Regions from separate parts of the Mus musculus genome. Here regions 1 and 3 are each linked to region 2. A link is a contact called in public Hi-C data. All regions are on one chromosome and are shown on one strand. The core of a region is the stretch at or near the end of the contact, and the rest is flanking DNA. Distances in the headings are between cores, read along the strand shown. Region 1 overlaps Gm42339 (a long non-coding RNA gene). Region 2 has its middle 29 kb from the start of Gm35531. Region 3 has its middle 20 kb from the start of Gm42339.

The links. A called contact is a pair of places that touch in the nucleus more often than the background predicts.
Region 1: a contact with region 2 is called in a Hi-C map of cortical neurons, with 1.7 times the contacts expected there. The contact joins two enhancer-like sites. A contact is called at or near these places in 20 of 484 Hi-C or Micro-C datasets (cortical neurons, embryonic stem cells, gonadal supporting cells and 3 more).
Region 3: a contact with region 2 is called in a Hi-C map of cortical neurons, with 2.4 times the contacts expected there. The contact joins two enhancer-like sites. A contact is called at or near these places in 9 of 484 Hi-C or Micro-C datasets (brain, cerebellum, cerebral cortex and 5 more) and 1 of 115 datasets of contacts at active chromatin or transcription factors (embryonic midbrain).

Annotation. Positions count from the first base shown.
Region 1 is chr4:142,410,059-142,412,818 of GRCm38.p6, reverse strand. It overlaps Gm42339 (a long non-coding RNA gene), which reads left to right. Exons shown (of 2, transcript XR_003955298.1): 2 at 1,203-2,760. Among named protein-coding and RNA genes, the nearest start is that of Gm42339, 42 kb to the left of the region's middle. Within about 2 kb of position 1,433, at least 42 of the 459 cell types and tissues checked have an H3K27ac peak or open chromatin away from gene starts, as enhancers often do. A contact at or near this core is called in cortical neurons, where this site is marked.
Region 2 is chr4:142,266,301-142,269,106 of GRCm38.p6, reverse strand. No RefSeq gene overlaps it. Among named protein-coding and RNA genes, the nearest start is that of Gm35531, 29 kb to the right of the region's middle. Within about 2 kb of position 1,351, at least 37 of the 459 cell types and tissues checked have an H3K27ac peak or open chromatin away from gene starts, as enhancers often do. A contact at or near this core is called in cerebral cortex and cortical neurons, where this site is marked.
Region 3 is chr4:142,472,449-142,475,560 of GRCm38.p6, reverse strand. No RefSeq gene overlaps it. Among named protein-coding and RNA genes, the nearest start is that of Gm42339, 20 kb to the right of the region's middle. Within about 2 kb of position 1,265, at least 24 of the 459 cell types and tissues checked have an H3K27ac peak or open chromatin away from gene starts, as enhancers often do. A contact at or near this core is called in cerebral cortex and cortical neurons, where this site is marked.

The DNA.
Region 1 (2,760 bases), core at 184-2,683, 140 kb before region 2:
TTCTGCCCAGTGTAGCCCCTGGATCTTGCTGGAAAGCTGGGATTTGACATCAGACGTCACTCATCACAGGGTGTCCTTGCTTTCTCCAATGTGAAAATTGGGTACAGCTGAAGAAGAGGGGATTCGAGTGATTTACCCATGCGGCGATCTCATGTTTGAAGAGTTCTCTCTGTGTTTCGATGGGGCTGAAGCCGTAAAGCAAATTCTGTCCTTTGGTTGTACCGATGCAAACCCCAAAGGCAGAAGCTGTTCTATTCTTTTGCACTGTGGGCACAGTGCAAGCAGTGGGCCCCTGACTGCAAATTAAGCTGGGGCTCTGTGGTGCCTTCCCCATAGGATGGAAGGGCCTTGGTGCCCTGCCACTCAAACTACAGAAACTCACAATTTCTCAGAATACTGTTCTGCTGCTATTCCTATCACTGATGTTGGAAAAAAAAACATCTCTGGTCCATTTCTGTCACCAGGGAGAGAGGAGGAGACTCTCGTATTGGGAATCTCTTGTCCCACTGAGTCTGCCTCTCTGCAGACTCTAACCTTCATATCCAGCCTCTGGAACCCTAAGTAAATGGCCTCATGAATGTGCTGTCATTTGCCAAATCATGGTCTTGTTAACAGTAATGTAGCAAGAGCTCTGCTTGGGTCCAGGCCCTCCTGTGGGACGGCAGGTTCTTTTTCTCATGGGGCCACTTTCTTCATTAAGAGAATATGTTGAGGGATGGAGAGGTGGTTCAGCAGTAAAGAGTGCCTACTGTGCGGCTTCCAGCAGCAGGCAGCGCATAACCTCTTGTTATGTGCTCTTGTTAACTTCAGCTCCGGGAGATGCAGCGCCCTCCTGTGGCCTCTTCAGGCACCTGCATTCATGTGCACATACCTACACATTCTTTCTCTCTCTCTCTCTCTCTCTCTCTCTCTCTCTCACACACACACACACACACACACACACACACACACACACTTAAAAACAATGAAATCATTTTTTTAAAAAGAAGAAAAGATTTTGAGTTAACATGGACTATCAATGTCTTTTCAAGGATACAACTGTCATGGTCCCCACTGTGTCCACAGGGGTCACATGCAGAGCTCTCAGGATGTAAATACTAGGGTGAGCCCTGGAATACCAGACCATCCTTGGCACTGTTTGGCTCAGGGCCAACACTAAAATGCTTAAGACAAAACCTCTTCTCTTCAATGTTTAATAACAGAAACCAACATGAAAGAAAACAGCTAGAATATAGTCCAAGCAAGCATAGGACACAAGTACATGGAACGCTCTGAGGTGGCAGCTGGGGAGAGCCTGGTCCATAGAATTCCGTACTTCCATCTCTTCTTCGTGAAGGAATTGTAGCAAAAGACTGCTGCCCAGAACTGCCTCCAATTGTCAGCTCACACACACCAGGCCTGAGCCAAGGAAGCCGAGTGCTAAGCAGCTTGTCTCCCGGTTCACGCATGCGCTTACTTGTTATTCTGTTTGCAGAGGAAGGCGCCAAGAATACGCATACACACTCCCCCTCGTGCAGAGACTACACATTTGGATGCGATAAATTTCTCTCTCTGACCAAAAAAAAAAAAAACCTCCAGGAACAGCTGATGGGTGTGAACCGTGCTGAGGCTCCGGTATGTTTCCAGAAACTTACTCCGGCACCTGCTCAGGACCTAGCCATGTGATGCAGGGCTGAGTCCTTCTACCTGGGTCTGGCTGCAGCATAAGCTTGCGACTTGAGCTGGACAGAGAGTCTCTGTGTGTCTGAGGCATGGGAACGCTCTGGCAAGTGTATTTCCCACGTGGGACGTTGCGGTCTGGAGACTTGGAATTGAGGCTGAGAGATGAAGTCAGGGTGTAGAGGCCGTTTGGCCATCACTCCTTAGAAAGACTTTGCCCTTACTGAAGACCAGAAATTATTTCCTCATTGGAAACTTAAAGTGCTCAAGAGGAGGTGGGGAAAATGTGAAAGGCCCCCTGGCTTTCCAGATCCTGAGGCATCTGTCACCCAAGCTGTACCTTCCTAGAAGCAGAGACAAGATTTCTTCTCAAGGAATTGCTTGGATCCTGGCCCGGTATGCGCCAAGTTCCCTGAATGAGGTACTCAGACAGTGGGAGGGACAGCAACCGTCAAGACCAGCTAGGGCAGAACGTGCTATAAAGCAAGAAGGGAGCCTTTGGCACTAAGGGAAGGAGTAATAATTCTAGGGGGTCATTCTCCTTCCACGAAGTGTCCACGTGCTTTGAAGCCTTCTGCTCCTCTCTGGGCAGCAAATCCTCTGCAGCCCTTCCATGCCTAACAGAATTCCTGGATTCCTCTATGTGGACACTATCACGTCTCCAATCAGATAGATGGCCGCCTCGACCAAGAGATGAAAACAGGTTGGTAACTTCATCTTTAAGCTTGTCACACAGCACTCCTTGTGAATTATGCTTCGTGGGCTACTGCCTTCCTTCATGTCTTTTACTCTCGAGTGCAAGTACTAGACACTGCCCCATAAAGAAACGTATATTATACAATCTCACGTAACAGTGAACCTGGGATGCCCTATTGAACATTTTTACTGGGGAGCCTCAGATTTAAAGAGACCACTAAACCAGTGTAGATGTCAGGGAGCGTGAAGCTCGACTTCATTTACGTATTCACATCGAAGACCAGCCTGGGAATCCTCTGCAGCAAGCCTGATGTGGCTGGTTATGACAAACCCCTCCTTGTCACCACGATCCTTGGTGGCTGATTCTCTTAAGTCACAGGTTAGATGGGGCTCAGGATTGCCCAG
Region 2 (2,806 bases), core at 102-2,601:
AAACTCTGTCTTGCTTACTTTCCTATAACTGTGCAAAAATGCCATCACCGAGGCAACTTACAGAAGGAGCGTGTATTTGGGGGCTTACAGATTCAGAGGGTGAGTTCATGACCACCATGGTTGGAAGCATGGCAGCAGGCAGGCAGGGACGGTGCTAGAGCAATAACCGAGAGCTTTATATCCTGACCCACAAGGGTGAGACAGAGCATTAAAATGGCATCATGGGCTTTTGAAATCCCAAAGCCCACCTCCAGAGACAGACCTCCCCCCACACGGACACACCTCCAAATCCTTTCCAAACAGTTCACCTAACTGGGGAACAAGTATTTAAACATAAGTAATTTGTTTGAATGGGCTCAAACCTGTGAGCCCTGCCCCACTTAGGTTACTTCGGTCAGCATCTCCTATCTCTGCTTTCCCACATCCTGCCTCATCGTTCCCAAAAGCCTCTCTTTTGTGAAAAGTGATTTTTTGAGAAGTGATTCTGCTCCCCAGCTTGCCTTAACCCACAGCATCCTTGGAAAGAGAGGGCATGTTGGGATGTCAAGAACACAAAATGCCTGACGACAGCCCACTGAAGCCCCTCGGCTGTCTCATGCAGCTCCTCTAAGGTCCTTCTTGGCCTGCAGATCTGAGAGAGGGGTCCCTCTGTGACCCGTGAAGATGAGCACACAGTCAGTAAACGCTGATCTACAGTCCTTGGGCAATAAAGTCCTTGATTAGAGACAGCATTCTCTCTGTGTCCCCTGTGCTTAAGTGGATTGCACAGTAGAGACTGGATGGATGAATGGATAGATGGATGGATGATGGATGGATGGATGGATGGATGGATGGATGGATGAATGGATGGATCCCTGGGCATGTGTCTTCCAGATTCTAGTTCCAGATCTAAGATTTTAGGCTCTTATCAGTAATAAGAAAATCAACTCAACAAGTTCTGTGTGTGTCATTTGGGCAGCCAGTGTAGTGTAGCGCTCTCTCTCTCTCTCTCTCTTTCTCTCCCCCCCCCCCCCCCAAGGCTGGGCAGGAAGCATCCACAGCCCCAGTGTTGACATAGGCCAGTGTCCCAGGGCCAGTAGCTGACCTGACACAGATGACTGCCCAGCATCAGAGGGGATGAGGTTTGGAAATTGAGCATCCAAGGCCTATCATCTTTCAGTATAGGAGGGTCTGTAGCTGACCCGCTCGCTGTTAGCTTTTTCCCATTACCCACGCCTCTTTCTCCCTGAACCAGGGCAGTTGAGTGCCCCAGAAGCTCAGCTACCACCTGAAGCTATGTCCCTCATCCCCAGTGGCTTGCATGCTGGGCACACACACACTTCAGGCTCAGGGCAACTCTGCCAGCCGGGAAATAGCAGACTGAGCCTGATTAGCATATGAAGCTCGATTTCCTTGGCTGGGTCTGGAGCTGTCACAGCCTAATTAGAAAAGCTGCCAGATCAGCAGGCTCTCTCATTAACTCCCTTCCAATCCCACCCACATCTCTTGCTAAAGACCCCCCACAGCCTGTGACCAAAAGCACCAGTCCTCTGGGGGCACACCAGGGCTCCAGGCATGGGGGTCACAACCCTATCATAACCTAATGTATGACCCAGCAAGAGGCTTATCTTCCGGGAGGGTGGGACATACCAGGTCTCACAGTGACAGAGGGACTTCACACTGTGTTCTGTAGAAAGTGAGGAGGCAGCCTCATCCCCAGCAGCAGGGAAACTCTGCCCCTCCCTGGTCCAAAAAAACAAAGCAGGCAGACATAGGGCGTGGGAGACTGGGCTTGACTCAGGTAGCCAGGAAGGCTGTGAGAGGGAGAGGTACACTTTAGCTGAGGCTTGAATGACAGGAGAGTTGAGAGCCAGCAATGTGAAGGAAAGATGGTCCAGGGCAAGGCCAGTGAATGCAAGTAAGATAAAAAACAGCTTCCTTTAAAAAAGCCAAGGAGACACACAAGCAAGGATGGGGGGGGGGGGTCGGAACACGATATAATGAGATCAGAAGAAATGCTAGGTGAATGAAAGAATGAGTGAGTGAGTGAGTGAATGAATGAATCAATCAATCAATCAATCAATCAATGAAGTTTCTACACAGATGGCTTCTCTATCACTGTAGGAAGAGCTTCAGTGCAGGGAGCGAAAAGAAGAAAACCGTGGGAAGCAGGCACCAGACTAGGACTGGCTCTGTGTTGTGCACGTGCTGTATCGCCAAGTGACAGTTCATTAATAGATGCTAAGTCTTTCTCACACCTGAACATCTGGCTCTCCCTTCTCACATCTGAACATCTGGCTCTCCCATCAGTCCCCAGGATGGAGTGTTACAATTGCCCCCATTTTACAGAAGGAAGAGTGAGGCCCAGAGAAGGGAAATCAGTTCCCCCACTGCACACACATGTGTGATAGAAGCAGGGCGGAGCCCCAGCACCAAGTCTGAGTCACTGTGGGGCAAGTGTCTTCTCTGTCCTCAGAAGGGGACCTGCTGTGCACTCAGTGGCAACCCAAGCCCTACCATCCAGAACCTTTGACTTGAATGTCCAGCTGGGACCTCAAGATGGCTCTCAACAGACTGATGAGGGAGGACCCTCTACAGTAGACGTCGTTCATTCAAACCATGCCATATGTGCGGGCCGGCTTCCTCCAGTCAGCTCCCAGTTTTCCCATCCTCCCTTGCTGCTGGAGAGTGACCGTAGCTCAGCCTCTGACGTGGAAAAAGAGACAGGAAGTACATATTTGGAGTCAGTGTCCCAGGATTGTGGTGACAGTGGGTAGGTTGGGGTGACTATGCCCAGCAGCGTGGACTGATCACAGGCTGCCAGTCA
Region 3 (3,112 bases), core at 16-2,515, 210 kb before region 2:
CAACAGGAGGTGTTTTGGTTTTTTTCTTTTTCTTTTCCTTTTTTCCTCCTAAGAGGCTCATGCCTGCAGACATGGAAGTGGCTTTGGGGGTCACTCAGTATCTTTAAAAACACACAACACCAGCAGCTCCCTGTGCCCATGGGAACTTTGCACCTGCCATGTGCCCATGCCCATGGCTGGCAGTGGGTAGGTAATAGGAGGACAGAGGAGGAGGGTCTGGGTTGTTCCTGTCAGCTCTGCTGATGGTTTTCAGAACCCTTACCGTGGGCCCTTGGTGACTGTATAATCAGAAAGCACGTTAATGGGTTTTGACTTGAGCTCACCTGTGGGTCACATGCCCATCTAAGTTAGTTTGACTTTATGTGAATGAGGCAGGTGGGGAAAAAAGAGAGAGACTCCTGAATAAGCTTCCTGGGCATTTACTTATCTATAATAGCACCTCAGTCCTGAAGAGAGAGAGAGAAAGAGAGAGAGAGAGAGAGAGAGAGAGAGAGAGAGAGAGAGAGAGAGAGAGAGAGAGAGAACGTGCAATTTTGTCTTTGTGAGGTTTGGCTTTCATTTGTCCCCTCCTTTTGGGGTCTCTAAACACTGTTTTTCTAGAAGCCCTCAGCAGAGCTGGTCTGGTTACTTCTTTTGCTGTGGCTTCTATTATGTTCCTAAAGGGGAGCCTGGAGTTGTTGTGAGCTAATTTTCAGGTATGGCTGGCTGCCTTCCTCCCGTCCCTCCCGACCTGGCACCAGAGAGATGCGCGGAAGCTGGGAGTCTTGGGGCTTTCTGTTCTTCCAGGTTAGGGTTGCTCCTGTGATTCTTGTTTGCCTGCACTGGTACCACTCAGGGGAACCAGACCCTAAGAATACCTGGTGCAGTTACGTCGTCACTTTCCACACTGAGATTTTTGAACGCAATGAGTATTTATCTTTCAAAATACAACCATATAAGTCACTTTTAGCTAAAGTACATTATGGACATTAAGAGCATGCCAGTATGCCTTTAACAATATTACCACAAGCGATTTCAGGAAAATGCCACCTTTTATGTCCTGGTTCCCCCCATCCCCCAAGAGACTGTTAGATCCATTTTCAATTTTTTAAATTTCTTTTTGGAAATGAATAAAGGAAGCGTATCAAGTCTTTGCTGGGTATTTTGTTGCAGACGAGACCACTGGGTTGGTGCCATGTGACGAGGCAAACTTGGGTTTTCCTAGAGGGTTAAGACAGAGTGTCATTTAAACAAACTATTAACTCGCTGGGTACCCTGTGTGAGCGGGCATGGTTGCTATGTAACAGAATCTAGAAAGTGAACTGCTGGAAATCGGCTCTCGGCACTTCGCAGGATCTTCTTTCGGAATTTCTGTTGAAAGAGCTCTTGGCAGTGGGCCCATCGCCTCTCTCCTGTTGCAAGTGAGTTGGATAATCCTAAGGAGAACTGTAGGCCAGCCTCGCCAAGGGCATCCGTGCCGGGTGGTGCATTTCACAGCCCCAGAGGCCACCTCTTGGGTTGATGGGGTCACAACTGGTTTTGACAGGTGGACAGAAGGAGGCTTGGTTTTTTTAAAAAAAAAAAAAACAAAAAACAAAAAAAAACTCCCAAAATACAGAGCTAAGCATTTGTTTCAGTTCATCTTGTTGTAGAAAGGGGGTCGTTTGAAGTAGCATTTCTAAAGCACTTTCCTCGGGGTACCCAGCTCTGGGAAAGTGTATTTAAAATGCTTGCTGTTCTTTGAAGGCAAAATATAGCAGTTTGCTTCTCTGAAAATGTTTTATCTGATGAATGACTAATATTAGATTCAATTGGCTGCTTTGCAGTGCATAGAATAAAACAATTAAGAGCCATTACACCCAATTTAAATAGGTGTTAACTGTATAGAACATAACATGCTTACACCCATTAGGATGGATGCTCGCCGCCTTGAGTTTATTGTTTATTTGGGGTGTGTGTACCTGTGTACCTGTGGAGAATGTGTTTTCCTCGGTCGTTCCCTGCCTACCTTCCAGTCTCTGCCCTCCCAGTGCTGGGATTGCAGGCTCACGCTGCTGAGCTCAGCATTTTTCCATGGATGGTGGGGCTCTGAACTCCGATGCTCGTGCTTTTATAGGGAGTACGTTTGATTAACTGGACCCTCTCCCCTGCCCCCCACTGGCAAGGTACAGAAAGTGTCTTCCTTTGGTGCCAGAGATGGAGAAGCAGTCCTTGTCTGCTGCAGTTATTAAAAGGGGGAGATGGGAAGGATCAGACTCCATGTTTATAAATCTTCATAGCTACACACAGATTGTATTTCCTTCTCTGATCACTACAATAGATAGCTGCCCGGGTCCTGGCATCTCCTCTTTACAAAACACTGAAAACTCTTTGGAAAAGTTTGCATTACCTTAGGAGTGGTGTGTACAGGGACTCCAAGGAGATGCTAGACACTGTTGCTCTGCAAAATAACTTTTGTCTTTTGACACTGGCTTTCCCGTTCGCTCTGCTCCTATCTTATTTGCTTTGAAAGAGGGGATTTCCAAATGGCAGAGAGGGTGGAACCCAGGCGTGTGTCGACATCTCCAAGGCCCCTCACTCTACCTCCGCAGTGGGATGAAGGACCATGCCTTTGTCTAACCCAAAAGGCGGGGCTTTACGGCTCCTCCTAAAAATTACTGTGTGGAATCACCAAGAGATTAGTTACACATGAGGATGGGGTGGTAGAAATTAGTTATTGATTGGCTATCATTTACTATCTTTCCACTGTCTTTAAAGATGCCTCGGGAGGGTCCCTGGAGTTGAGATTCTGATTCATTTCATAATACTGTGTTTGTTTCCTGAATGTTTGTGGCTTTCCAGAACTAGTTTGATGTCAGCCAGAAGTCCTAGTTGGCCTGGTTTTCACACCATGAGGACTAACTGCATATCATCTTGGTGTGAGGTGGACCTGCATCTCCACACTCTTCCCCTAACTCCTCAATCCCAATGGCACCTTTTAGAGATCTTATAGGCCCTAATTTGTGACTTCCTGGCTGCCAGGGAGTATGTAGCACATGGGCTTGGCAGGTGGGAATTGCTCACTGGAAGTCTGCCTGCCCACCCTGTAAGCCACATGGAGCACAGAAGGTCAAACTCAGGGCCTTGGAAACAT